5 separate regions of the Mus musculus genome follow, and all the other regions are linked to region 5. The links are chromatin contacts, called in public HiChIP or PLAC-seq and promoter capture Hi-C maps. All regions are on one chromosome and are shown on one strand. Each heading gives the region's core, a stretch centred on a gene start, on an enhancer-like site or on the middle of the called end of the contact. The rest is flanking DNA. Distances are from core to core; before and after follow the strand shown. Region 1 holds the start of Tmem94 (transmembrane protein 94). Region 2 holds the start of Mrps7 (mitchondrial ribosomal protein S7). Region 3 holds the start of Jpt1 (Jupiter microtubule associated homolog 1). Region 4 holds the start of Nt5c (5',3'-nucleotidase, cytosolic). Region 5 holds the start of Ubald2 (UBA-like domain containing 2).

Region 1 (5,363 bases), core at 1,321-3,820, 670 kb after region 5:
TGTAATGTGGGGCTGGAGAGATGGCTCAGCGGTTAAGAGCACTGACTGCTCTTCCAGAGGACCTGAGTTCAAATCCCAGCAACCACATGGTGGCTCACAACCATCTGTTATGGGATCTGATGCCCTTTTCTAGAGTGTCTGAAGACAGCTACAGTGTGCTTACATATAATAAATAAATCTTTAGAAATGGGTGGCAGTGGTGGTCTTACAATAACACAAATGTACTAACTGCCACAGATCTTGTGCTAAGTCTCAGGAAATGCATTATTTCACCACTACTAAAAAGAAAAACCCAGCAAACTCTGGCTCTGCCTAACATTCCCAAAGCGGTGCTGCTGTCTTTTGAGTTTGCTGCAGCCCAGGGCAGGTTTATACGCCTCTGTGTCTCTCATCAATAACGTCTTTCCTCGTTTCCCGGTAGGTTCTGAGAACTTCCCGCAAAGGAAGGCTGCTTAGCACAAGAGTCTTCTTCCAGTGGATCCCGAAATTATAAAAACCGAGATCACACGATTATGTTAAAACTCTATCAGTGGCCGGACAGTGATGGAGCACGCCTTTAATCCCAGCACTCGGGAGGCAGAGGCAGGAGGATCTCTGACTTCGAGGCCAGCCTGGTCTACAAAGTGAGTTCCAGGACAGCCAGGGCTACACAGAGAAACCCTGTCTTGAAAAAACAAAAACCAAAAACAACTCCATAGTGAGATGTACCAGGGTTAGGGAGGAGAGAGCGTCAAGGTTGGGTTGAAATCTGGCCCTTTCCCTCCTTCCCACACCATGTGACCAGCACTGTTTACTACCAAGCCGGCAGCCGCAGGCCAAGCTGATGATTATACAAACCCCTGATCACCAAACCACAATGGCTGAGTCTTCTGGAAGGAAAACTTTCCGATTCTGCAGCGGCCTAACCTTTACTTCACTTAAGCCCGCCTGCAAACTAGACTTTCAAACCCTATTACAGAAACTTATCTTTTCAGCCATGGAAGACAGCGCAGTGAACAGAACACAGACACAATAGCAACGGAATAAAAACCACCGACACGGGGTTACCGGTTACCGCAAGGTGCAGTGGGAGACCAGGAGCCTTCTCACTCGGAAATCAGGGGTGTCCTTAGAGGCCCCGAAGGTCTTTCCAGCTCACTGACCACGACAGGTTAAATAATACCTAGCGTGTCGGCAGTAAGCATCTGACTGCTGTATAGAAATTGATTCTGGAGTCCAATTTAGGGGAAAGGAGCAGGGAGGAGCACAAGGACTGTGACCTTTATTGCTAATTCGTTCTTCAGGAGGTAAGCCTTCCAAACGGTTGAGGTTGACTCTCTTCCCTGGGAGCTGGCACTTCCTAGCCACTTAAAATAGAAATGTCAAGTGTTTTCTGATTTCTTTCCCTCTTGTGGCCTGGCCAGCCTCCTGCCTGTCTTCTAACCATCTATTGAGGTCTTATACCAAGTGGAATGTGCAGAGGCGGGCGTTCAAGGGCAGTTACCTCTCAAACTACCTGGGGGTACTGATTATCAAAGAGGTAGCTTGTTAATGCAGTGCTCGCCAGACTCTAGGTTCCCCTGCTTGTAATTCTGCCAAGAGAGAAGTGACAGCGAATACAGCCGGTGACATTCCACTGCAGAGTGTCCGGGGACTCTGTCTGAACTGCTAATTCGTTCTCCAGGATGAGCCTACACTGTACAATGGTCTGACTCTGAAAGTGACCGTCAAACTTTTCTATTCCCTCCGTCACTCTTATTTGTTGTTGCTTTAGGTACTGAACCTTCCCCCAAGGCTTTTAACTGTAGGGTTTCGCGGTAGGGAAAAAACAGGGAAACTGCTTTACAGAACTGCAAAGGCTGTGGTGCTACGCTGGCTTCCGAAGCATCTTTATGTGACTCTAAAATCGGGGAAGCACGCCCCAACTGCAACATCGCAGCCTTGCACTGAACTGGAAGTCCCTCGCAGTGTCTAGCAGGCGGGCGGGTGCAGAGATCCCGTCCACTCCGGGCGGCGAGCACAGCGCGCGCTGTGGCAGAAAACCGCCTTTATTTGGGCCGGGGACACCCAGGGGCCTACAAATAAACACTCGTGGCATCAGGATTGGCAGTCGCTGGCCCGGGGCCCAGCCACGGCGGACCTGGGCCAAGGGTTCTTTGTTGGACACAACCTTTATTTCTGACGTGGGACCCCGGCAAGGGGCAAGCCAGGACAGAGAGGGGACATGAGAAAACGAAAACAAACAAACCAAAAAACCCTTGAGGACGTGAGGGAAGGAGCCGGCCCGGAGTTGCAGGCAGGCGCCGGCCGGCCCCTCTCCTCCAGCACAGAGAGACACCCCCTTTGGTGCCACTTGCTAGGTGCACACCCCAGGCGCTCCTCGCCTCGGGTAGGAACTCAGAGGGCGCAGCAGGCCGAGCCCCACGCCCCCTTGCTCCCCACTTCGGGCCGCGGGCCTTCTCGTACTTACCGGGGCCCCCTCGGACGGTCTTCCTCGCCCGCGTCCTCACCCCTCCCTGCCCCCTCCTCACTTCACCTCCCCGCCTCCAGGGGCCGCAGCCATGTCCGTTGTGGGCAACTCTGAGGAGGCTTGCCGCCTTCCCCCAGCAACAGACGCGCAGGCCAACAAGCCAAAGATCCCGACGCTGATTGGTTGAAATTCGAGGTAGGCGGAAGATTCTGATTTGTTATTGGCTGTTTGGTGCGCTCAGCTGTAACCTCCACCGCCCCTCCGGGAGCCTGGCGGAATTGTGTGATTGTTACTCTAAAGCGATCCGGGGAAGCCTGGGTCCTATCTCCGGCACGAAGCTCCCGCGTTTTTAGCGCTATAGAACCAGACTAGAGGCAATCATACAATTTCCTCCCCATTAGTTTACCCACTAAATTTTTCTAGAGCCATGGTCAGGTGATACCTTCTGCCCTTTATTATTTTTTAATGAGGCCCTTGAAAAATCGCCTTATCTGTATTTTCTTCAATTCTTCCTTAATCTTTAAAAGTCCCTCAGTACTAATATTATGGACCAACCAAAGCTGGAGAATCTAAAGCAATACTGTTATTTCACCCTCAGTTCATTTGAAATCTAAAAGGAAAAACAAGCTTGAAAACAACTTTTTTTTTCTAGACTAATTAGAGAAATCGCTTGGGAACCCTCTCTTGGGAAAACAAAATAAGCCTGTGTCAGTATTTACTTCCATTTTCCCAGAGATCTAAGTCTGGAAGGGTTGCTTTTAGAAAAAAAAAAAAAAAGTTTTTTTTTCTGTTTATGAAGTCAGAAAGGGTCATATCTGGTCCTGGGAAAAAAGAGCCCCTTCCTTATAATAATGAATTTAATCATGCGATTACAATCCCTCTTTTCGGCTAGACAAGAAGCCATTTTACTGATTTAACTCTGTTTAAACCAGTTCAGCTGTTACCTTGAACACTCATAGAACCTTGGCACAAACCTTCAACACAAACATCTGTAGTTTATCACTACAGATGGAGAAGTCCAAATCTCTCCACATAACCATAGATGCTCATAACATGATGGAGATAGCCACATAGCCACTTTCAGGGCTCATTGCCACATGGACTCACTACAGTCTTAAACATGCTGGAGTACTTTGTTCAGTAGCTCTCTGAGCTTTTACATTTCTTTGCAGCTAATAACAGCCAAAATGCAGCCAGGCAGTGGTGGCACACGCCTTTAATCCCAGCACTTAGGAGGCAGAGGCAGGAGGATTTCTGAGTTTGAGGCCAGCCTGGTCTACAGAGTGAGTTCCAGGCCAGCCAGGGCTACACAGAGAAACCCTGTCTCAAAACAAACAAACAAAACCCCCAGCCAATATGCAAATACATGCCCGTGTGAAACTTTAGCCCAAACACTCCCTTCCCATGCTGCTTCCCTGTCTGTTGCACAGAACTGGTTAGTTACCTGGGTCTGGGGTCTTTCTACTTCATTCCACAAAACCTGGAGCCCTTGGGGAATCCTGCCTTAGTTAAGGTTACGCTTGCTGTGATAAAACACCATGATCAAAGAAGCATGAGGGAGGGAAGGCTTTATTCAGCTCACACTTTGGTTCATCCTCAAGGAAGTCAAGATAAGAACTCAGTCAGGACAAGAAAAACTGAGCAGGAACCTGGTGGCAGGAGCTGATGCAGAAGCCATGGGGAGGGGCCACTCACTGGCTTGCTCCCCGGGGCTTGCTCAGCCTTTCTTACAGAACCCAGGACCACCAGCCCAGGGATGGCCCCACCCACAGTAGGCCCTCACCCAAATGTCCTAAGGCTTGCCTACACCCAGATCTTACGGGGCAATTTTTTATTTTTTTATTTTTATTGTTTTTGTAAAAAGTTATTTGTGGGGCTATTTTCTGAATTGAGCTTCCCCCCTTTCTGATGACTCTAGCTTGTGTCACGTTGACATAAGACTAGCCCATACAGGGGCTGGTGAGATGGCTTAGTGGGTAAGAGCACTGACTGCTCTACTGAAGGTCCTGAGTTCAAATCCCAGCAACCACATGGTGGCTCACAACCGTCTGTAATGAGACCTGACGCCCTCTTCTGGTGCACCTGAAGACAGCTGCAGTGTACTTATATATATATAACAATAAATAAATCTTTGGGCCAGAGTGAGTGAGCAAGCGAGGGAGCAGGGACTGAGCGAGCAGAGTTGACCAGAGCAAGCAGAGGTCCTAAAAAATTCAACTCCCAACAACCACATGAAGGCTCACAACCATCTATACAGCTACAGTTTACTCATACACATAAAATAAAATAAATAAATCTTTAAAAAAAAAAAAAGTCTAGCCCATACAACTGAGCCCTTGACTCACAAACACATCAGTTTTCAGTTAGAACCTTGCCTTTCTTGTTTATCCCCAAGATGGCATGTTACCAATATCAAAATATAAAACATAAATAACCTCCAATACCCTATAGTCCTTACAAATTCAAACACATTAAAACTTCATTCTCGGGGCTGGTGAGCTGGCTCAGTGGTTAAGAGTGCCGACTGCTCTTCCAAAGGTCCTGAGTTCAAATCCCAGCAACCACATGGTGGCTCACAAACATCGATAACGAAATCTGATGCTCTCTTCTGGAGTGTCTGAAGACACACTACAGTGTACTTAAATATAATAAATAAATAAATATTAAAAAAAAACTTCATTCTTGGCCGGGCAGTGGTGACGCATGCCTTTAATCCTAGCACTTGAGAGGTAGAGGAAGGCAGATTTCTGAGTTCGAGGCCAGCCTAGTCTATTTAGTGACTTCCAGACAGCCAGGGCTATACAGAGAAACTCTGCCTCAGAAAACAAAAACAAAAAAACAAAAACAACTTCATTCTCTTTAAAATATCCTTTCTCTCTAAAAATCCAAAATCTTTTTTAAAAGTTCAAGACTC
Region 2 (5,288 bases), core at 855-3,354, 830 kb after region 5:
TTCTGACAGTCCCCAATTTCTAGGGTTATTATACTTGGCCTAACTCTGGGCACTCCCGTCACACACTCCCACCCCGACCCGTCTCACACACAGGCTCCCCACTCACCTGGTAGAAATGGCCCCCTTTGAGGATCGGCACCAACCCAATCACAGGCTCACAGTTTTTGAGTGCCTCGTGGAAGATCCTGTAGGGGTTCCGTTCAATGGTGGCCTGTTCCTCCGCAGAGGCAGCACGGTACTTTTCAAACTGCTTCCTTTTCACAGCTTCCAGAGTCTGCAAGAGACGGAAGAGGCTGCTCGGGCCCTAAGTTTAACCAGCTCACCTGGGAGTGCTGCACACTCATGACTGCACGGGGCGCTGGAGGCAGGAGAGTCAGGAGGTGAAGGTTATCCTCAGGTGCACAGCAAGCTCAGGCTAGACTGTGTTCCACGAGACCCTCTTTCAGGAAAGCCAGAGTTTAAGTGCCTCCTGCTCTGCTAGACCATGACCCCAAGAACAGGCCGAGATTATTTGTTCTTGTTTTGAGACAGGGTTTTCCTGTGTAGTCCTGGCTGTCCTGGAATTCACTGTGCAGATCACGTTGGCCTCAAACTCACAGAGATCCACCTGCCTCTGCTTCCCAAATGCTGGGATTAAAAGTGTGAACTACCACCACCCAGGCAAGAACTTTTTTTTTTAATGTTGACAGAATGGGAAACTTCTGGGGACTCTGTGTAGCTCTGGCCGGGGTGAAACTAGCTTTTGACCATCCTGGCCTCAAACTTTTCCCAACTCTGCCTCTTTTATTGTTAGGTTGTCCCCCCACCCCACCCCAAGACTGGATCTTAATATACAGCTCTGGCTGTCTGGAACTCAGAGATCTGCCTACCTCTGGCTCTGTTTTGATTGTTTTTAAGACAGGATCTCACTAAGTAGCTCTGTTCCAGAACTCACTCTGTAGCTCAAGCAGGCCTGACTTATCTCTGCTTCTCGAGTGCTGGATTCAAATGCCTTCTCCAGCGATGGGATTTGAGGTGGGCACCACCAATCTCAGATCTTGGAAATTTTAATGGCAGGAATAGAAACCTGTTTTCTAGTTTTGAAGCCATGGTGTAAAACGCAGACACCAAGCCTGAGGGAAAAGAAAGACAAGCTGAAGAGGAAGAAGCGGCCTTACCTGAGCCATGAGAGACCGGGCCAGAACTTTGTTGCCTCCCTTCATCATCATGTTGGTGAATTTGCTTCAAGGAGAAAAACATGGTTAGCTTTCCCGGGCTGTACTCCGGATCCCTCAGCAGAAAACTGCCCCAGGTGAGTTCCAGCCCACAGCAGAGGAGCATTTGCGCCAAACCTGATGACCGGGTCTGCGAACACCGAGCTGGTTTCAGTCGCGGCCGCAGCTTTGATAAACTGGGTTTTCTTGAGCTCCTGGTCATACTTCTCCTCTTCGGTGAGTTCCGCCACCGGCTTGCGGTAATATTCCTTGTCAATCAAGGGCTCCCGGAATTCGGGGGCATAGCGGCTCCCCCTCACCTGTGTGAGCCTGGGAGTGGGGCGAGGAGGAAGCAGACAGAACCCTACGGGTGAATCTGTGACTCCACAAAAGTGAACAAGCTTGACTTAACAGTAAGCCGCAAGTGCCATCACGCTGACGAGGGACGGTGGCGCTGGGACCGCCTGCTAACCTGACAGCAGTTCTGACCCTTGTCCCAAGAGGTAGGCAGCCCCCACCCCGAAACTGGCCACTGTTCCGTCGCAAGCCAGTTCTCCGATCTCTAGCAGGGCCGCACTCTCGGCTCCGGGTAGAACCGATCTAGGTCATCCCGGCCTGTCAGGCATAGGACAGGGTACTAAGCCCCCAAACCGGCCCGTTTAATGGCTGGAGTCAGCCATCTCGGCGCCCCGAGTTAGTGCCCTCCCGCGCCAGAACTCAGCGCAGCTCGCCTGCGGCTTCTTTCCTTTCCCCAGGTCCTCCCGTGAAGGTCCGAGCGGCGGTCCCGGCTACGCGCTGCCTTCTCACCCTGGAAGGTTCCAGACGGCGCACCTCACTCCCAGGGCCAGCCCGGACCAGCGAAGCGGAGCGCGCAGCGCGGGGGCAGCCATCTTGGCCGCTGTCAGGACCTCGGAGGGCTGCCCACAGCGCGCCTGCGTGAGTGAGCGACAGGACACGGATGAGAGCCTGCGCACTTTCCTCGGGCGTGGGTTTCCCTTCAGAGGTTCCCTCTGAGGAAGAAGCGAAGACACATCCTCGCCCTCGCGGCCTCCGACGCGGTCCGGCGCGCCCGTGGACCGCAGCCCTCGGCGCGCTCAGGCCCCCATGCGGGCCCCGCCCCCGCCCTGCTCGCGCAGAACCTCGCGAGGCTTGAGGGCGCAGGGCCGGACCGGGCGGCTGCAATATGGCGGAGGCGGAAGGGGAGAGCCTGGAGTCCTGGCTGAGTGAGTATCCGGGGCCGCCTCTACCTGACCTCCAACCACGGGCCTGCCTCCTCCCTCCCTGCGCCATCCCCTCCGCCGCGGCGGCCCGCGGCAGTCCACACCCGGCGTCGCCTCGCGGCGAGCATCCGGCGCTCACACCCCTTGCGAGCAGCGGCCCTTCCCCGCCGCGCGTCCTCAGGCTCCCGCGGGTGACACCTGCAGCGCGAGATCCTGCAGGCCCGGAAAGCGACACCCGGGCGCCTTGGGCTGACAGGCGGGCGTCGTGGGGAGGTTGAGGTGGGGCTGCACCCAGCCTGTGCTCTGGGACCGGGCATTGGACAGGTCCCTCGGGGAGGGTTGAGCGGTGCCACGCCGCACACACAACACAGCTGGCAGCTTCCAGAGTGGGACCATCCTCAGTGAGGATGCTGGAAGTGAGAATTCATTTCCAAAGCGCGACTACAGGGAACAATATACCACGAAGCGTGCTAAATATGTACTGAAGGAACACACATGCGCGCACACACACACACATATATGCACGCACTCATTTTAACGAGATAACCCGCTCTTGAGTAACTCAAAAAACAATGACTGCTGCTATATCGACGTGTTGCTATCTTTACTAATTTGTACATTGCTCCAAAGGAATAAGGTTTAACGTTAGCGGACAGTTCATCCAGGTTATTTAGTAAGGGTTAATAAGGCTGGTTAATCACGCCTTATCAAGGGTCAATAAATTAACTTTACTAAGGGCTAGCCCCGGGAGAGCCTCTGAAATGGAGACGAATCAGGTAAGACGTCTTTGTAGAGCCCTGAGCTGGAAATCCTTTACGGAATACAGTTGTCTCTTTGATGTCTTGAGTGTTGTTCCTAGAGGCATGGCCTTCCTTAAGAACTACTGTTCAGGAGATTGAAATTAGCTTTAAGGGAAGCTACATCCCAAAAGAAAAGTAAGATCACAGTTGCAGTGTCTGATGTTTGCGGGCAGGGCATAGAGCCATCTCCCTATATGTGACAGTTCTCTGGGGAGTGTACAGTGCTGGATTACAGGCATTGGCTAAAATCATTTACCCAAGGATCCCAGTGTCCAGTCAGCTGTGTATAGACCAGGCTGGCCTCGAACTCACTGAGATCCTCCTGCCCCTGCCTCCCCAGTGCTAGGATTAAAGGTGTGCACCACCACGCCCAGCTCCCCTTCTTGAAAGATGAAAATAATTGGAATTGTAGACCCAGTATCTCACTTAATGAAACAGGTTCTGTGGCCACAATTCAAAGAGGACATTCTGCCTCCACTCAGACCGTTTTCCTGGAACCGTGTGACTGGGTAATAGCCAGAGCAGAATTGATTCACCACACAGACGGTAACAGGAAAAATGGAGTAGTATAAATGACCTAAGCTGCGCTAAGCAGGGTTGACTTAGGTGTTTTGTCTTTGTGAGACAGAGTCTCAGGACGCCAAGGCTGGCCTTAAACGCCTGCTCTTTCTGCTCTATCTAGAACTGCTGGGATTTCACCGTCTGACTAGACAGTGTGACTTATACCAGTCCGTTGAACCAGTCAGTGCCATCTTTGTGAAGGTCCTTGTCACCTCCGGTTTGCCTGAATTACTGCAGCAGCCTCTCCTTGGTCCACTCTGCATGCTGTTCCCAAGAGAGCAGTTATAGCTTACCACCATTCCAGGGCTGCCACCCCACTACCCTCCTCCCAGTCTGTCTCTGGCCATTACCTGCCTTTTCCTTTGATGGCCTGGTGATGCTTTTCCCACCAGCACACACTGTTCTCATTAACCCTGAAGCCCTCTTATCCCTTGCTTAGTTATGTGCTTCAAACCTATCTCAGAATATCCTTCCTTACAAACCATCTCTTGATGACTTCAGCTCTCTCTCGAGGCCCGCTTGGCACATTCAGCTAGTGTTTAGCAAGTAGTGAGTCTATTTTAGCCAGGCATAGTAGTGCACACCTTTAATCCCAGCACTCGGAAAACAGGCAGGCAGATCTCTGTAAGTTCAAAGCTAGCCTGGTCTATAGAGTGAGTTGCAGGACAGCCAGAACTACACGGTGAAACCCTGTCTGGAAAAGAAGGGGTAGGGGGCAGCATTTCACCAATTTGAGTGTCATTTTTTGCAAAGGGGCTGTGCTAATCTTTCTGTATCATTCTAATGTTAGTTTATGGGCTGCTGAAGTGAACACAAGAACAACAAAGTTTAACCATTTGTTCCGTGGTGGACCTCTTACTTAACATGTGCAAGGCACTGGATTCCATGCCAGCCTTACAAAGACAGAAATGAAGCAAAAAAAGCCCAGGAAAGTCAAGATATCTTTGCCTTAGTTTGATGGATATGCTATCAGAATGGATAGAAATTGAGGCAGTAAAGATTCTAAGTGGCAGCTTAAGTACTAAAATGTAGGTTTCCTTAGGTAACCGGTGAAAGGGAAGTGGAGAATGACCTAAGACAGAAGGAGAAGACAGCAGCAAGCTAGGACTTAAAAAAAAAGGGAACCCACCATGAGAATGCTGGGTGGCGGTGTGTAGAGCACACCAGTTAGCAACTGTAGGAGTATGGGACCATCTGAGACACGGGGCATTTTACGTGTTGACATTTAGCAGTTAGCAGGCTCCCATTTCTCTTACACCTGATAAAACTGACCTGTAAGGAGGAGTGGTGGCAGGACCTGACTTAGACTGATGAGAGTAAGCCGAGTGTGGTGACTCACATCTGACTTCCCAGCACGTGAACAGTGGACCAGGAGCAGCTCCGCAAACTGAGGCCAGCTGGGATACATACAGAATTAGTGTCATTAAGGGTTACAGGGTGAGACGGTTTCCAAAAACAGACAAACCAAGCAGTATAGGCAGGATAGTTCAGTGAGTGTGCTTCCTGTGCCAGCC
Region 3 (5,734 bases), core at 1,031-3,530, 920 kb after region 5:
GGTCTGGAGTTCAAATCCCAGCAACCACATGGTGGCTCACAACCATCCGTAATGAGATCTGATGTCTTCTTCTGGTGTGTCTGAAGACAGCTACAGTGTACTTACAAATAAATAAATCTTAAAAAAAAAAATTTTAAAAAACAAAGGGAATTCCAGGACAGCAGGGCTACGTAGATAACACAGAGAACAAAACAAAACCCCTGGAATTTCAGCACTTTTTCTGTTACGGACTCTTTAAGATTGCTTCATTAGGTTTCCCAGTCCAGCCTGGTCTTCAGAGTGAGTTCCAGGACAGCCAGGGCTACACAGAGAAACCCTGTCTCAAAAAAAAAAAAAAAAAAAAAAAGATTGTCCTAAACTGGACAGTGGTGGCGCACGCCTTTAATCCCAGCACTCTGGAGGCAGAGGCAGGTGGATTTTTGAGTTCAAAGCCAGCCTGGTCTACAGAGTGAGTTCCAGGACAGCCAGGGCTACACAGAGAAACCAAAAAAAGAAAAAAAAGAAAAAAGAAAGAAAGAAAAGAAAGAAGGAAAGAAAGATTGTCCTAGTGGTGAAAGGTCTCATTCATCTCCACCCAGAAGCATGGAAAGCTGAAGGCTTATTTGGGGCGTGGAGAAAACATTGTTATTTCCTACACGTTGGTCAGGTTAAAGAGCGGATTTACGGTTTTTGTTAGCCATCTACCCTGCATAGTGGCACTGCCCTATATTGCCAGGAGTAGGGAGGAGTGCTGGTGTAACCAAACATTGGGACGGTACTAAAGCATCGGCAGCGGGATGTGGGGTGATGGTGTAGCACAGGCTAATCCAGTTAGCGCAGGCTAATCCAGGAATTCTTTTCATTTGTTTCTGTTTTTTTTTTTTTTCCTAGACGGGGGGGTAGGGGTGAGGGTGGGTGGGGTGGGTGGGTGGGGGGGTGGGGGTGGGGTGGGGGGGGAGTTCTCTGTGTAACATCTTTGGCTGTCCTAGACTCTTCTGCCTCCTTAGTGCTGGGTTCAAAGGTGTAGACCACTGTGTGCCCCCCGCCCTTTTTGAGGCTAAGAAATCTTGCTTCTGCCTCCAGGGTGCTGGGATTAGGGGTGTGCAGCACCCCCACCTCGGACCTTAAAAAAAAAAAATTCCCTCTCCAACACGGTTTCTCTGTGTAACTCTGGCTAGCCTAGAACTCGGAGATCCACCTGCCTCTGACTCCTGAGTTGGTGCTGGGACTAAAGGATTAAAGGCATGTGCTACATCGCCTGGCAAAAGATTTACGTTGTGTACATGTGTGTGCCTGCATGTAACTGCCCAGGTCAGGGAACTGGAGCTACAGTTTGGAGCTGCCCTGTGAGTGCTGGCAACTGAACCTAGGTCCTCTGCAGTACTAGCATATGGCCTTAACACGACATCCCTTCTCTCTTTCCTGCTTTCCTTCTCTGCCTCCCCCTCATTTCTTTTTGACAGGGTCTCACTGTTTAGACCAGACTGGCTTGAAACTCAAAGTGATCCTCCTGCCTCAGTCTCCCAAGTTAAGGCATTGCAGGGAAGTGCCGACACATCCTGCTGAGGTAGCTTTCTATTTAGGTAGCTAGGTAGTGTGTATGTGTGTGTGTGTGTGTGTCTCAGTGCGTGGGTGCGTGGAGGTCAGAGGTTCAAGAGTTGGGTATCCGAAATAATCAAACTCAGAGCTGAAATCAACCAAGTAGAAACAAAAAGAACTATACAAAGAATCAACAAAACCAGGAACTGGTTCTTTGAGAAAATCAACAAGATAGATAAACCCCTGGCCAGACTAACTATAAGGGACAGAGACAGTATCCAAATTAATAAAATCAGAAATGAAGACATAATAACGAAGTATATCTTAAAATAATTATTCTGCTTGTTGAGTATTAACAGTTGAAAATATTAAAATCATGTTCTACAAAAAAAAAAAGAGAGTTGGGTCTCTTACACGTTGTGGGTCCTGGAGATTGAACACGGGTTGTCATGCTGGGTGGCAAGGGCTTTTCCTTATGAGCCACCTCGACAGCCCCTCAAGTAACTTTTTAAAGTGACCGTGAACACTTGAGCACCACCAGATTGTCGAGGGCGTGGAGGAGGGGAGACCACAGCGGCCTTTCTCTGTACAGGAAGGGGGCGGGGCTTAGGCCGAGCCGTCTCCCGCGCAGCCCGTCCTGACGCCGATCTATGATTAGCACTGTAGCTAACCAATAGAAATGAAGAGATCTTTTTAAATTGCCCAATGGCGGCATGTGGAGGGTGGGCCCTATTGGCTCTATAAAATGGGAGTCCGGCGAGCCCCGCGGCGGTAGAAGCTCGTGGAGCCCTGGTGGTTTAGCTTTTGGAGTCGTCTGCGCCTGTTGGTCCCAGTCCCCCTTGGCGTTTTCAGGGCCAGCCTACCTCGCCCCTTGGCGCCATGACCACTACCACTACCTTTAAGGGTGTGGACCCTAACAGCAGGAACAGCTCCCGGTAAGGCGACAGGGTAGGGCTCGAGCCCTCCAGGGCTTGTGGGGACCGCGGGGCGTTGGTGGTAACGGGCCGGGAGCACCGCGCTCGCGCCCGGGGGAGGGTGGCAGAGTAAGGAGTGGGCGCCGCTTTGTGCGGCAGGACTGCCTCGGCTTGTGGCCCCGCCCCAGTCGTCCCTTCTATTCATTTCTCCCCGGTAACGACAGCTGAGGGGGACTGTGGGTGGCGGCCCTTTGCCGTACGGCAGGTTGGAGTCGGTGAGAGTGTGCGGGAGGATCTTCTTTCAGCCACCCGCGGCGACACTGGTCGGGTCCAGGATGGTGGGCTTGGTCTCCCAGGAGCCCAAGGAGCCTGCAGGGCCCTGGGCCCATTGTCCCACATGAGGGCCATGCGCTCCCGCTTCTGGCTCGGGCGTGTGCTGGCCCCGGCCTTGGGCGCTGCGAGCAAATCTGAGCACTGATCCGGCTGGTCTGCAGGCTCTTTTCCTCGTGGTGGCCCGCCGGGGTGTCCGTGTCTGCGCAGCAGGTGCACCTCTGGTAGGGCGGGGCTGGTCATCCCCTCCCTCCACTTCCAGCCCTGGACAGGAGCTCTCTTATCAAAGTGCCTCCCTGCGCCTAACAAAGGAGAGATCGGGTCTCCTCCCCCTCCCCACGCCCACCTCCGAATGCGCGGGGCCGTGAGCCTGCTCAAATGGGTTTTCTGCGCTCAGGTCCTCGGACCTCTGCCCTTCCATGTCGCCTTCTTTACTTCTCCCATTGACTTTGGCCGAATGAGTTCACCCCAGAGCAGGCTTCTCTTGGAGGAGGAGGTTGTCTGTGCTTGGGCGGGGCTAGGGAGCCATCCATTGTCTCTCCAGTAGTATGTAGTATCCCTTCCTGGAAGCTGGGATCTTGCTTGTCCCCAGTACACTGCATTTTGGGAGGAGCTCTGTGACTGGACTGGGACCCGTTTCCTACCCCTCACTTAACTTGGTGAAGATATTTTGTTCAGCGGAGGGAGTCCATCTACATCGTCTCAGCTAGTGGCACACAGTCCCTTAAGTTGGCTTTCAGGCATCTCTTTGATCTTCCCAAAGGCTTGGTTCCATGTTCTCTGGCCATGTATTTTCCATTGATGATGACCCACAGTTGAGTGTGACCAAGCCTTGGGGTCCCGACCAAGTGGCACAAAAGGGAGCCATTTTGTGGGGCTAAGAAGGCAGCGTGGAACAGCAGTGTCTCTCACAGGGGCTTGACAACTTGCTGACAAAAAGCAGCCTCCTTGAGTAGTCTTATGAGGAAGCTGGGGCAGCTACAGACTGCTTTCAGTTTCAGGAAGTAGTAAAAGAATTGGTGTGATGGAAGGGAACTGAAGGGGTCAGCGCTTACAGGGCGGGGCAGAACTGGAGATTAGACCTAGGAGACTGGGTCACTCCCTCTTGTTGTCATCCTTCAAATGAGGTAATTTGTTACAAAGGACACAGGGACAGATTGAGCCCTGGGTTTTTGTTTTGTGTGATGAGGCCAACTTTTCCTGGTCTGACACTGGTTCCTGGCAAGACAATGTGTAATCTGGGTTTTATTTTTTGGGACTCAAAGCTCAGCTCCAGGCTTTGTAGAGCATTTCAGAGCCCAGGGCCTTTCATGCGTGCTTGACATGAGACAAATACAACGTGTTTGCAGCCTCCTTTGCCACTGCTTGCCCTCCAGTGTTGGTGCTAAGGTTCTCCCCGACTCCTGAAATCTGACCAATTCTCTTCACCCCCTTTCTTCAGTAATATGCTTGCTCTGCAGCCTCAGTGGTGAATGCTGTGCTGGGGTGATGGGAGTCGGGATGGAAGAAAGGAGTTAATTTTTAAATTGCTGTCTGTGCTATGACATTTTTGGGTCTTAACTCAGCAACCTTGAAGCAGTTACTATCTATGTGGTTCAAAAAGAAAGAGTCCAAAGCACAGCTGAAGTACTTTGTCTTGCAAGCAAATCCTTTGTTTGGGAACCGCTCTCTGTTTCAGATGGTCTCTATAACGCTGACGTCATTGGGGAGGTAGTACCTGCTATCATAGTACCAGTAAAAGTTGGACTAGGCAGGTTTGGCAGATTTGTAAGCTAGCTGGGTGCTAGTGCTCCCCACCCTTGTTTTTTCTTGGCCAAGTCCACTAGGGTTCTGAAGAATTCCATGGGCTTTTAATTCCACTTAGCCATGAAAGCCTCCCTCTCTGGGGATTGAGGGAGGACAAAGAGGCACGTTGGAGTTGATTCTAATATTTCAAGTGTTTTCAGTCATTTAAGGTAAAAATTCAAAACAGTTCTACCCAGTAAGAAAGAACCTGTAGAGCTGGAGATGTGGTGGTTTGTCCGTAGCCTGGGCAAGACGCTGGGTTCTGCCCCCAGCAGCTCCCCACTTCCCTTCCCCCCTAAAAAATCACCCCAGAATTTATCTATACCTTTAGTAGTAATTTAAACAACTTAATTACCTGGGAACCTGGTTGGGGGGTGTGAGCCTGTTATACCGGCACTAGGGAGGCAGGAGTGGGAGGGTGGCAAGTATATACCATAACACATTTATCTTGATTTATATAATGAATAGAGCTGGTTTTGTCTGTGTGTGTGTATGGGATCTCAGCCATGTGGCTTTTCACTGGCCTGGATTAGCCAGCCTAGGTTAGCCTCCAACTTGTGCCCTTCTTGAGTCTCCTGAGTGCCGAGATTAAAAGGCACCCATGGACATAGTTTTAGATGTTTAATGGTTGTTTGTTTGTTTGTTTGGAGACAGCATCTCACTGTGTGGCCTCAGCTGCTGGCCTAGTGTGTAGAACAGGCTGGCCTCAGTCTCACTGAGATCTACTTGCCTCTGCCTCTGGTGTAGTGGGATTTAAGGCGTGGTCCTCATAGCCAGCAGACAAGCACATGTGTTTATCTTCAGGGACAGACACATGGAGTTACTTTAAGGTTTTCTTGTTTTCTAGCCCTGGACTGTCTTTCTTCTGTAGGCCTCTGCCTTCCTCCTAGGCTGTGACATTAGTGTCTCAGTAAGATGCGATGCTCAGGCCTGGAGAGTATTATGGGTATGCATGTCTGTGTGTGGATGTGAGTTGCAGATACCTGAGAGGGCAGAGGCATCCAATCCTCTGGAGTTACAGGGAGTTAGGAGCCACTTGATGTGGGTCCTAGGATCTGAACTCTGGTCCCTTCAAGAACTCTGGTCCTCTTACTGCTGAGAACTCCGTTTTTCTAGTTGATGTCATTGTGTGCCCCCATTTCTTTAAAAAAAAAATCTTTCTAAATTCATTTTTATTTTATGTATAT
Region 4 (5,569 bases), core at 2,218-4,717, 940 kb after region 5:
AGTCTTTTCTGTTCCCTTGTCACCTTCACTGTCATCCCATCCCATCATGTGTTCCCACCCCCAATACCAAGGTAGGTTTCTACCTTGAGATCAATAATGGCTAGTGTTCAGTGATGCAAGCTGCAAAGGGAGAGTCCACATAGCTACAACAGACTGCCACACAAACAAGGTGACAGGAAACTTTCTGGGGTGGATGGACAGGAAGGTTCAGGTTGACTGTCACAATGTCCACTTGTGTTTCTGACAGGCTGGGCTCCCTTGCTGGTTATTTGAGCCTAGTACTTACTGGCAAAGCCAGACCTTGGAACTGCTAGGTGTATCTTTAAGAGTAGAGATTACAGGGCCGGAGAGATGGCTAGCAGTTAAGACTTTACTGCAGGGCAGGAGCAAAAGAGAGCTAGATGTTCTAGAGGTCCCAAGTTCAATTTCCAGCAACCATATGGCGGCTCACAACCATCCTGTAATGGGATCTGATGCTCTCTTCTGGTGTGTCTGCAGAGATGGACACATACTCATAGACATAAATCTTTTAAGAAAGCATAAACTAGGTTGTTCTAAAACATTTTACATGTTTGACTGACAGCTGTAGCCTACAATCATTTCTGTGTACTGCAACAGGCTAGCTTGCTGAATGGGTGGGCCATGGCTTTTAAAGGCCTGATTTTCCACTATGAATCTCAGGGAGTAAACCTGTACCCATCCTTCTGAGCCTCCGAGCAAGGGTGGGGCTCCTGGGAAGGGAGTTACCTGGCTGGTGTTCTAACTTGACAGTTGGCCTTAACTTTTATTATAGAGATAAGCACCTGGTGGCAGGTGTTTTGAGGGAGTGGAGGTTCAGCCAGACTCCATTATTGGAGCAGATTTTAGGGGACTGTCTGGAAACATTTGTAGGAGGGGGTTTAACACCCCAAGATAGAAAAGATTCTGTAAAGTCAGATCTTCAAACCATTTTATAAATGGGGTTCGTATGCTTGCTTGGAGGGTTGCTTAGTGCTAAAGAACATTTGCTGGGCCAGGCAGCGGTAGCACACATTTAATCCCAACATTCAGGAAGCAAAGGCAGGTGGATCTCTTGTGAGTTTGAGGCCAGCCTGATCTACAAAGAGAGCTCCAGGACAGCCAGGGCTATGCAGAGAAACCCTGTCTCAAGACAAGAGCATTCACTGTCTTGCAGAAGACCCAGGTTCAGTTCTCAGCACCCTCTTAGCAGCTCACAGCTGGTTCTAACTCTCGCTCCACGGCCTTGAAGCTTGATGGCCTCTGAATGCTTGCAAGTGGCGCACAGATATTCACGTGAGGGGGCAGAGGTGGAGGCAGAGGTATCTGGAATTAGTGGCAAGCCCAGGTAGGGAGTGAATTTGAGGCAAACTTGGATGCATAAAACCCTGTTGCAGCCGGGCGTGGTGGCGCACGCCTTTAATTCCAGCACTCGGGAGGCAGAGGCAGGTGGATTTCTGAGTTCGAGGCCAGCCTGGTCTACAAAGTGAGCTCCAGGACAGCCAGGGCTATACAGAGAAACCCTGTCTCAAAAAAACAAAAACAAAAACAAAAACAACAACAACAAAAAAAACCCTGTTGCAAAAAAAGTAAGGGGTGTGTGTCCAGGAGATGTTGGGAGAAGCCTGAGTTAAATAGGGTAAAGATACAATATGTATGGGATACAATATGTATGTATGGGATTCTCAGAATATTTTAAAAGTTACTGAAAGGGCAGGAGAGAAAAAACAGCAGATGAACTTTAACTCAGTTTATGTGAAAATTGGTTTGGCTTAGTGAAAATTCAGTCCCTAAGTAAGAATTCACCGGGATATGTTGTTGTTGGTTTGTTTTACCAGTTTTGTTTGCTTTTTTGTGTTTTTAAAAAAAATGTTTATAAGGAAAAAAACAAAAAATAAATAAAAATAAAAAGAATAAAGGAAGAAAAGAAAAAAATTGTTTATTTTATTTTTTTAAAAGGTTCTATATTTTATTACTAGACAAACACCCTAATTTAAGACATGAGCAAGTCTCCAGGTTAAAAATGTTGAAATCTGTCTGGTAGGACTGATTGCTGACCACAACTCAGTATAAACCCTCAGTCTTGCCATTGTGTGAATCCTTACAGACCCAGCTTTGTTCTCCTCCAGTGTCTTCTAAGAGAAGAGTTGAACCTGACGTTGTTACCAGTTTTCATCCGGATCCACTGAGGAATGGGGCGATTTTGCTTTTGTTTCTTGGCCAGGAATCGCTTGATTCGGAAAGTCTTGTGAGAAGACATGGCAAGAAGCCGAATCAGGCGTAATGCGCAGGATGGCAGAGGAAAGGAGAACCGAATCAGGCGTAATGCGCAGGATGGCAGAGGAAAGGAGAAGAGCTTTTTTTATTTTTAATTTCATTTATATGAGTACACTGTAGCTGTCTTTAGACACACCCGAAGAAGGCATCAGATCCCATTACAGATGGTTGTGAGCCACCATGTGGTTGCTGGGATTTGAACTCAGAACCCGGGGAAGAGCAGTCTGTACTCTTAACCGATGCTGAGCCATCTCTGCAGCCCAAATTTGTTTAAGATAAGGTCTTCACTAAGTAGCTCTGGCTGTCTTGGAACTCAGAGGTCTGCCTCCTGGGTGTGAGGATTAAAAATGTGCGCCACTACACTCTGCTCCTTTGTTGTTTTAAACTGGCTTTTCTTCAAGTGAGATGTCGGGCTCCATGCTGACAAACTTCTGCCATGGGTTAGAAGTCATGTCTTATCGGGGTGTAGCAGTGCCCACCTTTAAACCCAGCACATGGAAGGCAGAAGCAGGCAAACCTCGGGGAGTTTGAAGCCAGTCTGGTTCACAGAGTTTCAGGACAGCCAGGGCTATGTGGAGAAACCCTGAGTCGGGGGTGGGGGGGGAGTCATTACTCAAATCTGCATTTATAGGTTGGAAAATTGATGTGATGTCGCCATTGACTCTGAAATCTACAAGAATAAGTTGTGTCTCTGTGTGTGAACGCTTAACATTTTCTAGAGGGACATACAAGTTTTCGATTCTACCGGAGACCTCGGGTCCACAGGAAAAAGTAGTGGACGCAGATTGAAAACAATGTTACTGTTTCAAACCAAGTCTGGCTTATGAGTCCGGTCTCTTGAGAGCCCAGCTCATGCCCAGCTCATGCCCACGGTTGTCTTTAAGGGGTCCTTCTCATCCCTTGAACTGGGAGACTCACGATCCTGTCAGCTTCCAGCCTGGACAAACATGGGAGAGGCAAAGGATGCATTCAGCATGCGAAGCAGGTTCCCCATTGCCAAGAAAGTATTTCGGATCTTAGAGGTTATGGGAGAGGGATTCTGATGCTGCACATGAGCGGCAGCCCCGTAAGGGACGCAATGCCATCCTGGGCACCTGGTTGGCCACTCTGTGCAAATGAACAAAGTCCGGCCCGCCCCTACCCCGGTCCCGGAAGCTTGTTTCCGGGTCTGGCATCTTCCGTGCTTGCCGCTGTGCTCTGCGGAGACACCGGGCGTGGCAATGGCGGTGAAGCGGCCCGTGCGCGTGCTGGTGGACATGGACGGCGTGCTAGCTGATTTCGAGTCCGGCCTCCTGCAGGGTTTTCGCCGCCGCTTTCCCGAGGAACCGCACGTGCCGCTGGAACAGCGCCGGGGCTTCCTCGCCAACGAGCAGTACGGAGCTCTGAGGCCGGACCTGGCGGTAGGAGACCCGATGGGGAACCTCTAGGCTGAGTTCTCTTCTAGGCAGCCAAGCTGTGCGAATCCACAGTTCACCCCCGAACCAGAAAGCTTGAAAGGGTACACACACACACACACACACACACACACACACACTAGAACCGAGGTCTCCTGCAGAATCTTTGTGTGTGTGTGTGTCCTCTTTGGGGCTCCCCCTACTGGAAAGCAGGAGCGGGACCAAGATCTCTCTCTTTCAGGAAAAAGTGGCCAGTGTGTATGAATCTCCAGGCTTTTTCCTAAACTTGGAGCCCATCCCTGGGGCCTTGGACGCTTTGCGAGAGATGAACGACATGAAAGAGTAAGGAGGGTGAGGAGGGGGCGGCGGGAAGACGGCCAGTGCCCCAGGCCTAACTGCACCCCTTCTCCGCAGCACCGAGGTCTTCATCTGCACCACCCCACTGCTGAAGTACGACCACTGTGTGGGCGAGAAGGTGCCGGCGCCTGCGCTGATTTAAAAAAATAAACCAGAAAATGGGGGCTGGGTGAAAGGGGTCCCGCGTGTTTGAGGGCTAGTCCCACTTAAGCCCCCATGCCTTACTTATCTTGCATTCTGAGCCTAGCAAGTTCCACTGACCTCTCCCCACCCCTCCCGCCTATACAGTACCGCTGGGTGGAGCAGAACCTGGGGCCAGAGTTTGTGGAGCGGATTATCTTGACTAGGGACAAGACGGTGGTCATGGGAGACCTGCTCATTGATGACAAAGACAACATTCAAGGTTGGGCCAGCCAGTTAACCTTGACAACCCCCAGGCATCTGGCCTGCTGGGATTAAGGAGGAGTAAAAATGACCCAATTACAGAGCGCACGCTGTCTTTACTGCCCAGGCCTAGAGGAGACCCCAAGCTGGGAGCACATCTTGTTCACCTGCTGCCACAATCAGCACCTGGCCCTGCCCCCCACCAGGAGACGGCTGCTTTCCTGGAGTGACAACTGGAGGGGGATCATTGAGAGCAAGCGAGCCAGCCTGTGAAGGACCCTGAGGTGGACAGGACCCTGCCTGGACAGGTGACTTTCTTTAATCAGGGAGCCACTTGAACAGACTGCTTTCCGGCTCCTCCCAGGAGGCCTACACGGGAAAGAAGGAGACTAGCACACAAATACAGTGGAGAAAATCAGGAGGTTTTTAATAAAAATAAAAACCAAACGCGAGGCTTTGGATCTTTGATGCTCCTTTTCCTTTTCAGCTCAGGATGGGAGCGGGAGCCTTCCTTCATCCAGTGGCTGTACGACAGCCCCTCTCCAGCCCTTGTAGATCTCCTTCCTCAGCTTTCGTTGTCCATCTGAGGGGGGACAATGCTGAGTGATCAGGGCCCCCATTTTCCCTAAACTCCACTTCCTGTCAGGACTGCTCTTCGCTTATCCCCTAATTCCATTTTTTCTTCTCAGTGGCAGAGGAGGGCGGGGTAACCAGTTACAGGAGCTCGTTAGACTCTATCGGACCTTTGTGGTCAGGAACTCACTAGGTGGACCAGACTCATCGCTATCCCGCTCCTGTCTCTCAAGGGATTAGATTAGAGGTTGGGCCGCCATGGTCCCCTGACATTAGTTTCTAGGTGTCTTTATGGAAGGTCTGCATCTGAGTCCTGAGGGGTTGACAGTACCTACTGGAGGCTTGTGGCTCCTGAGAGAATGGCAGGAAGCAGACTGGGATAGCCCATGAAAGGTTCATGTTCAGGGCTCCCACCCAAGTGTCAGAAGATCTGACCCATAGGCAAAGGGGGCCAGAGCAACTCTTTTGAAAAGACAGGGATGCCACACTTGGCAGCTGGCACATGAGTGGTCCACAGCCTGGTAAAACAGAAGTCACTGTCTTGCTGTCTAACCCAAGGATCCTATGTAGGGCCTCTCCAGAGAGAC
Region 5 (5,512 bases), core at 569-3,068:
CAGCATCATTCATTTTCCAATCTTACTCCAAATGTTGAGAGCTAGTTTAAACTGAGGCAGACTCTCCTTCCTGAGCATCCCCCCTCGTTTTTTGTTTGTTTTTGTTTTTTTTTTTTGTTTTTCGCGACAGGGTTTCTCTGTGTAGCCCTGTCTGTCCTGGAACTCACTCTGTAGACCAGGCTGGCCTCGAACTCAGAAATCTGCCTGCCTCTGCCTCCTGAGTGCTGGGATTAAAGGCGTGCGCCACCACGCGGGGAGGGGGGGGGGCGGCTCGTTTTTGTCAGAAGAAAAAAGTGCTGAGAACAAGATACAGCAGAAGATCCACATGTAGTCTTGTCTCCTGGGGACAAGGACACCAAAAAAAACAAAAAAGTCCAATGGCAGATCTCTTAGGGAATAATGTTTTACCACCCCTCTCCTGGGCTCAGGCCCTCCTACACGTTTGGAGCTAATAGCTAACTAGGAGTTAGAGCAGAGAAGGGATGTGCCTGGCCTCAGGAAAGCAGGGTACCCACTGGCCAGAGGGCAAAGGCTCTAGCCTGGAGCCAAGTTGGAAGAGGACAAATCCAGGCTCCAAGAACTATTTCCTGGACTGTTTTGTTTCTTAACATACTGAGATTAAAAGAAATTCTTGGCCTCACCTTAGGTATATAAATCTGTATATCCTCCATAAAGGTTATGTTCCCTGGAGGCTTTGGAAGGGCCAGCCTACCTTTGTGGGTAGAGTTGGACTTCCGGAGCCAGGGTGGATCTATCCCTCCCCTGCTTCCTGCAGCACTGGGTGGGTGGGTGGTGTGTGTGTGTGTGTGTGTGTGCACACGGCTGTGTTTGTTGCACCAAGACACAAATCCCTACCTCAGTCGTGTGTGTGTGTGTGTGTGTGTGTGTGTTTTGCATCAAGACACAAATCCCTCAGTCCCCCACCACCCCGAAGTCCCCAAAGGTCTGGTTATCCTCGAGCCCCTTCCCCATCCTCTGCTATCAGAATCGCAACATCCTGCTGGAAGCCGTCTTCCCTTCCTTCTACCCCCACCTCCCCAACACCAAGGCCCTTACACCCAGGGCACAGCGCCCAGCACAGGGCCTCAGGCCCCGATCCAGCGGCCTGGAGGCGGGTCCCAAAGTTGGGCGAGCCAGCGCCGGCCTGGGAGCGCTCTTTCCTGGAAGACATTTTGGCTCTTTGTTTACATTCGCGGCGCGCCGCTCCCCGGCAACATGGCTGTCACCGGCGCGGCTGACAGCGACCCTGCCGCACCGAGCGCCCCCTCCGCGGCCCTGGGGAACACTTACCATCTGCGGGTGGTGGTGGCTGTTGGGAATGTTGCTTTCTTGAAAGAACGTGCTTAGGGCGGTCTGCGGACAAAATACGGGACGCAGCGGCGTGAGCGAGGCCTGGCCGCCCCGGCCCCCCCCCCCCCCGCCGCGGCCCCCCTACGCGGCCCCCGGCTCCCACGCGCGCTCCCGACCCCGGCCCGGTGCACACCTCGAACTGCCAGTGCGCCGCTTGCAGCAGCTGCTGCGCCTGATCGGCCGCGCAGCCCGCGGCCAGCACGAACTGGTTGATCATGACCTGGTGCCGCAGCTCGTCCGTGTTCACCGACATGGCGCTGGGCGGCCGCCCCGGGCTCACGCTCGCAGCTCCGCCGCCGCCCGGCGAATGTTGTGGTTCGGCTCGCGCGGCCGCGCCGACGCCGCAAACAACAGCGCGGGGCGGGGCCGCCAGGCCCAACGTTCGGGGGCCGTGAGCCGACGCCGCTGATTGGCCCACGCGCAGCCCAGCCAGCCGCCGGCTCCCACACGGACGTTCGATTCGAATCCTGCGGCGGGCCCGGCCGCTCTGTTTCTCTCCTCGCCTGGCCGCGCCCATTGGCGGAGTCGGTGCCGCGGGGGCACCCCGGCATTGGCCAGCCTCCGTGTTTTGGCTCCTCCGAGTTGGTGGTTGGCTGGGGCCGCCATCGGGAGGCGGGGCGTGATGCGCTGATTGGCCTACCGTAGGCCTGTTTGAACTCAACTCGAAAACCCTGACCGCGTTCTGATTGGTGGAGGTCATCAGTGTTTGCTGTTGTAGGCGTGGGGGTGGTGCTGGCCAAGTTCATTCATTACTTCATTGAAACTGAACATGCTCAGCTGGAAAAGCAAGACGGAGTGGCTTTGACTCATTTCCTCTGAAAGATGTGGTCATCTCGAGAAACAGAACGATCAAAATAGAAAACACACAGAACCTTCGCAGCTACTCGACTCTCAAGAGTATTTAAATTTTTAAATAGCTTCTAAACAGTCTCTCTTAAAAAAAAAAGAAAAGAAAAAGAAAACTTTTGAAACATGGCAGACAGATCCTGGGTTCAATTTCTTAACACCACAAAACAAAACAAAACAAAACAACACAAAAGAACCAGGCGTAGTGACCACATGGTTTTAATTTCAGGGCTCAGTGGGAGGTAGAGGCATTCGGATAGCTCTGAGTTCGAGGCCAGTCTTGCCTACATGGTGAGTTAGTTCCAGGACAGCCAGCAGGGCTACATAGAGAAACTCTCCAAACACACACACACACACACACACACACACACACACACACACACACACACACACGGGGGTGGGGGGGAATAGCCAGTGCCAGGGCATGCTTTGCATAATCCAGCCTCGGGGTTTAAAAACCTTATGCTTTAAAAAAAAAAAAAAAAAAAAAAGTACCTGTTTTCAGCATGAAGACATTTTCTTTGTCATTATTCCCTGATCAAGAGGACATTGATACATCTATTCACATGAAACTTACATTGTATTGGGTATTAAAGTGACCTAAAGATGATTTAAGGTACACAAGATGGTGAAGTTGGCTGGTAGGAAAAAATGACACATGGTATAAGAGCCCCACTTATCCAAGGATTCTAGACCATGGGGAGCGGGCAGGAACTGTTTCCACCCTGATCTGGAGGATCGGATTGGGAATTTACTGTGAAGGCTCCTGTTTCAGGAAGACATATACTGTTTTTCATCAGAACTAATTACAGCGAAGGTTCTAACTAGTTAGGGTGTGCAGAACAGAAGGACAGAACAGAAGAAAGCAAACCTCACTTCTATTTCTTTGCCAGTGAAGGCAGAGGCAGTGAGAGTCGCTTTCCATGGTGTGGGTGTAAAACCAGACTGGGGTTGACAAACTTGGCAGCAAGCGCCTTTACTCACTGAACTCTTTTTATTTTACCTAAAAGGACTAAATGTTCTCTTTAAGAGAACTTGCCCGTTTTTTAGAAAGTATCTAGCTAAGAATAAGGTTACAACTGATGTTTGCACACCAATGAATGCACAGCTGGCTGGAGAGCTCTCCTAGCCTACCAGAAGCCCCGGCTACCTCCCCAGCTCCACAAGAAGAGAACAAAAAGCTTTGGGCGCAAGGATGAGTTAATCTTGTTTCTTTTGTCTTCTGTTTTGTTTGTTTGTTTTGAAGGGGTAGGAGTACTATAATTATCTTTAGATATCCCCAAAACGCCCACGGGCTGAGGCTGTAAGTGTGCCTGGGAAGTCAAGTATAGACCCCCCCCCCCCAGCCGTGTTTCAGGGTCCCCTAAAGCTGTTGACACTCAACTTCTTTTATGTAGCATAGCATAACACAGCATAGCGTTTGTACATAACCCCTACACAGCCTCATATATTGTACATAACCTCTAAAATGCCTTATAATACCTAATAGAACGTAAGCACTAATAGTTGTACTGTATTGTTCAAGAAATAGGGAGGGGAAATCTGTGCATGTTTAAAAAAAGAAAAAAGTCTGTACCGATACAATTTTCTGTCCTGATATTATTTTATCACGGGTTGCTTGAATGCAGAGATGTGGTTGTGTAGGCTAGGTGGCCCCTGTAGAGTTTCAAGGTCTTTCCCTGCTCCCCCAAGGTAACTGCAAAGTGAAAATACAAAGGCACAGCCAGCAGCCTGCACTTCCAGGGATCTCGGGCCAAGAGCTGCCCTAGAACAAGGAAGCACTGTCATTGTGGGCTGCAGGTATTCACAAGTACCTACAGGTGTCCAGCATGCCGGGGCGGTGAGTAGCAAAGTCGACTTTGGACACAGACATTTTAAGAGAACGTGCCTATAGCCTCCAGGTCTTCATTAAAAAGTTCCCACACCCGCTACTATGGGGGTACATGAAGGTCTGTAATTCCCAGCATCTGGGTGGTTGAGGCGGGAGGATTAGGACTTGTAGGCTAGCCTAGGCTATGTAAAGAATTATCCAGCTCTCAAGGAAGATAAAAACTGAAAAATCTGTTGTTTCCTGGACATTAAGGCAACTAATCTCTAAGGATCAGCTAATGTTTACCCGGTGCAAGACCCAGCTGTGGACTGCTGGGAAGAGCGGGCAAGCCTCCTAAGCCTGAGGGGCTGGAGCTCAGGTGATCTTCTGTGGGCGAAGGTCATCCCAAGAGGAGGCAGGAAGAGCTCCAGAAATAAGCGTGTGATCTGTGGTCCTGACAGGTGGAAGGGCTTAATCAATACTTAAGGCTTCTGAGAATCTGGTTGAAGATGAATGGCTAGGAGCCGAAGGAGCACCACTGAGCCCCTACCCCCCCACTCCCCGGGCTCGGGGCTCCGGGGCGGGGCTCGGGGGCTCCGGGGCTCCTGGGCGGGAGCGGGGAAGAATGGATGAGGTCATGTTTGTTGAGGACTTTGAGCTGTGGAGATGAAAGCGAATCAAGTGCAAGGTATTATTAACCGAAGGTGTTATTATCTTAATCTGAGAGGACAATACAAGGCCAGTGAAACACTGCAATAAAAACATGCCATTAATAACAAATGAAACACAACTGGTAGCCTCCGAGAGAACAAAATCCTTGTTACATCAATGGCAGGACCACAGAGCTAGGGATGATACAGCAGCTAATAAGAGAAACATCCTTGTGTGGTGCGTGCATAACGAGATCTGTGTGAGTAAGACCGTAGGCGGACTGGCGGTAGTGGATGATAACACTCGGCAGCCCTGCGCTAAGCACTTCCCGGGGAGCCAGACATCTCTTACTTTTGTCTTCAGACCATCCTGGAAACAGCTAAGGGACACCAGACCAGTACCACGAAGTAGCAAGTGGCGTCACACCCTGCTACCTCCATTACTATGAGTTATCTCCTCAGTGGAGCTCAAAGAGGGCCCCTTCTAAGCAACTGTTTTCAGAGACTCTGTGGCATTCTCTAGGGAGGCAGCAAGGGTCTGGAAGGGCAGAAGGGTAGGGCGCCAGCACCCCCACATTTACTGCATCCTCAATTTCCTAATCCTTTTTTCCTCCCTTCCACTTCTTTTTGTTTGTTTGTTCACTGGTTATAATTTTTATTATTTCACTTTGTTTATTGAGACAGGGTCTTCACGTAGCCCAGGCTGGCTTTGAAATCACTAGGTAGCCAAGACTGACCCTGAACTGACCTGGTCCAGGTGCTGGAATTAGAAGCCACACCAGCATTAAAGGTTCTTCCTCATTTCTACGCCCCGGACCCAAGCAGCTCCAACATAACTGAGAGAAAGAGAATTTGA

What was found. Promoter capture Hi-C pulls out the DNA fragments that hold promoters and counts their contacts. HiChIP or PLAC-seq counts read pairs in DNA pulled down with a chosen protein or histone mark.
Region 1: a contact with region 5 is called in a promoter capture Hi-C map of liver, with 5 times the contacts expected there. The contact joins the promoter of Tmem94 here to the promoter of Ubald2 in region 5. A contact is called at or near these places in 3 of 39 promoter capture datasets (the 3T3-L1 cell line and liver), 1 of 484 Hi-C or Micro-C datasets (embryonic stem cells) and 1 of 115 datasets of contacts at active chromatin or transcription factors (pancreatic cancer cells).
Region 2: a FOXA1 HiChIP or PLAC-seq map of pancreatic cancer cells shows a contact between it and region 5. The contact joins the promoter of Mrps7 here to the promoter of Ubald2 in region 5. A contact is called at or near these places in 3 of 39 promoter capture datasets (hippocampal neurons, liver and pre-B cells) and 2 of 115 datasets of contacts at active chromatin or transcription factors (bone marrow-derived macrophages and pancreatic cancer cells).
Region 3: a FOXA1 HiChIP or PLAC-seq map of pancreatic cancer cells shows a contact between it and region 5. The contact joins the promoter of Jpt1 here to the promoter of Ubald2 in region 5. A contact is called at or near these places in 2 of 39 promoter capture datasets (cranial neural crest and liver) and 3 of 115 datasets of contacts at active chromatin or transcription factors (memory CD8 T cells, microglia and pancreatic cancer cells).
Region 4: an H3K4me3 HiChIP or PLAC-seq map of bone marrow-derived macrophages shows a contact between it and region 5, with 6 times the contacts expected there. The contact joins the promoter of Nt5c here to the promoter of Ubald2 in region 5. A contact is called at or near these places in 3 of 39 promoter capture datasets (hippocampal neurons and liver) and 1 of 115 datasets of contacts at active chromatin or transcription factors (bone marrow-derived macrophages).

The regions. Positions count from the first base shown.
Region 1 is chr11:115,762,640-115,768,002 of GRCm38.p6, reverse strand. It overlaps Tmem94 (transmembrane protein 94), which reads right to left and starts at 2,570. Exons shown (of 32, transcript NM_028014.3): 1 at 2,450-2,570.
Region 2 is chr11:115,600,956-115,606,243 of GRCm38.p6, reverse strand. It overlaps Mrps7 (mitchondrial ribosomal protein S7), which reads right to left and starts at 2,104. Exons shown (of 5, transcript NM_025305.3): 1 at 2,001-2,104; 2 at 1,332-1,523; 3 at 1,158-1,221; 4 at 107-274. The coding sequence starts at 2,083. It overlaps Gga3 (golgi associated, gamma adaptin ear containing, ARF binding protein 3), which reads left to right and starts at 2,328. Exons shown (of 17, transcript NM_173048.3): 1 at 2,328-2,416. The coding sequence starts at 2,377. It also overlaps the pseudogene Gm25364.
Region 3 is chr11:115,510,939-115,516,672 of GRCm38.p6, reverse strand. Jpt1 (Jupiter microtubule associated homolog 1) reads left to right here and starts at 2,280. Exons shown (of 5, transcript NM_008258.2): 1 at 2,280-2,453. The coding sequence starts at 2,398.
Region 4 is chr11:115,489,712-115,495,280 of GRCm38.p6, reverse strand. Nt5c (5',3'-nucleotidase, cytosolic) reads left to right here and starts at 3,467. Exons shown (of 5, transcript NM_015807.1): 1 at 3,467-3,674; 2 at 3,910-4,010; 3 at 4,083-4,143; 4 at 4,314-4,428; 5 at 4,537-4,856. The coding sequence starts at 3,495. The coding sequence ends at 4,682. Armc7 (armadillo repeat containing 7) reads right to left here. Exons shown (of 3, transcript NM_177778.5): 3 at 4,815-5,569. It also overlaps the pseudogene Gm11694.
Region 5 is chr11:116,430,400-116,435,911 of GRCm38.p6, reverse strand. It overlaps Ubald2 (UBA-like domain containing 2), which reads right to left and starts at 1,818. Exons shown (of 3, transcript NM_176902.3): 1 at 1,484-1,818; 2 at 1,291-1,353. The coding sequence starts at 1,603.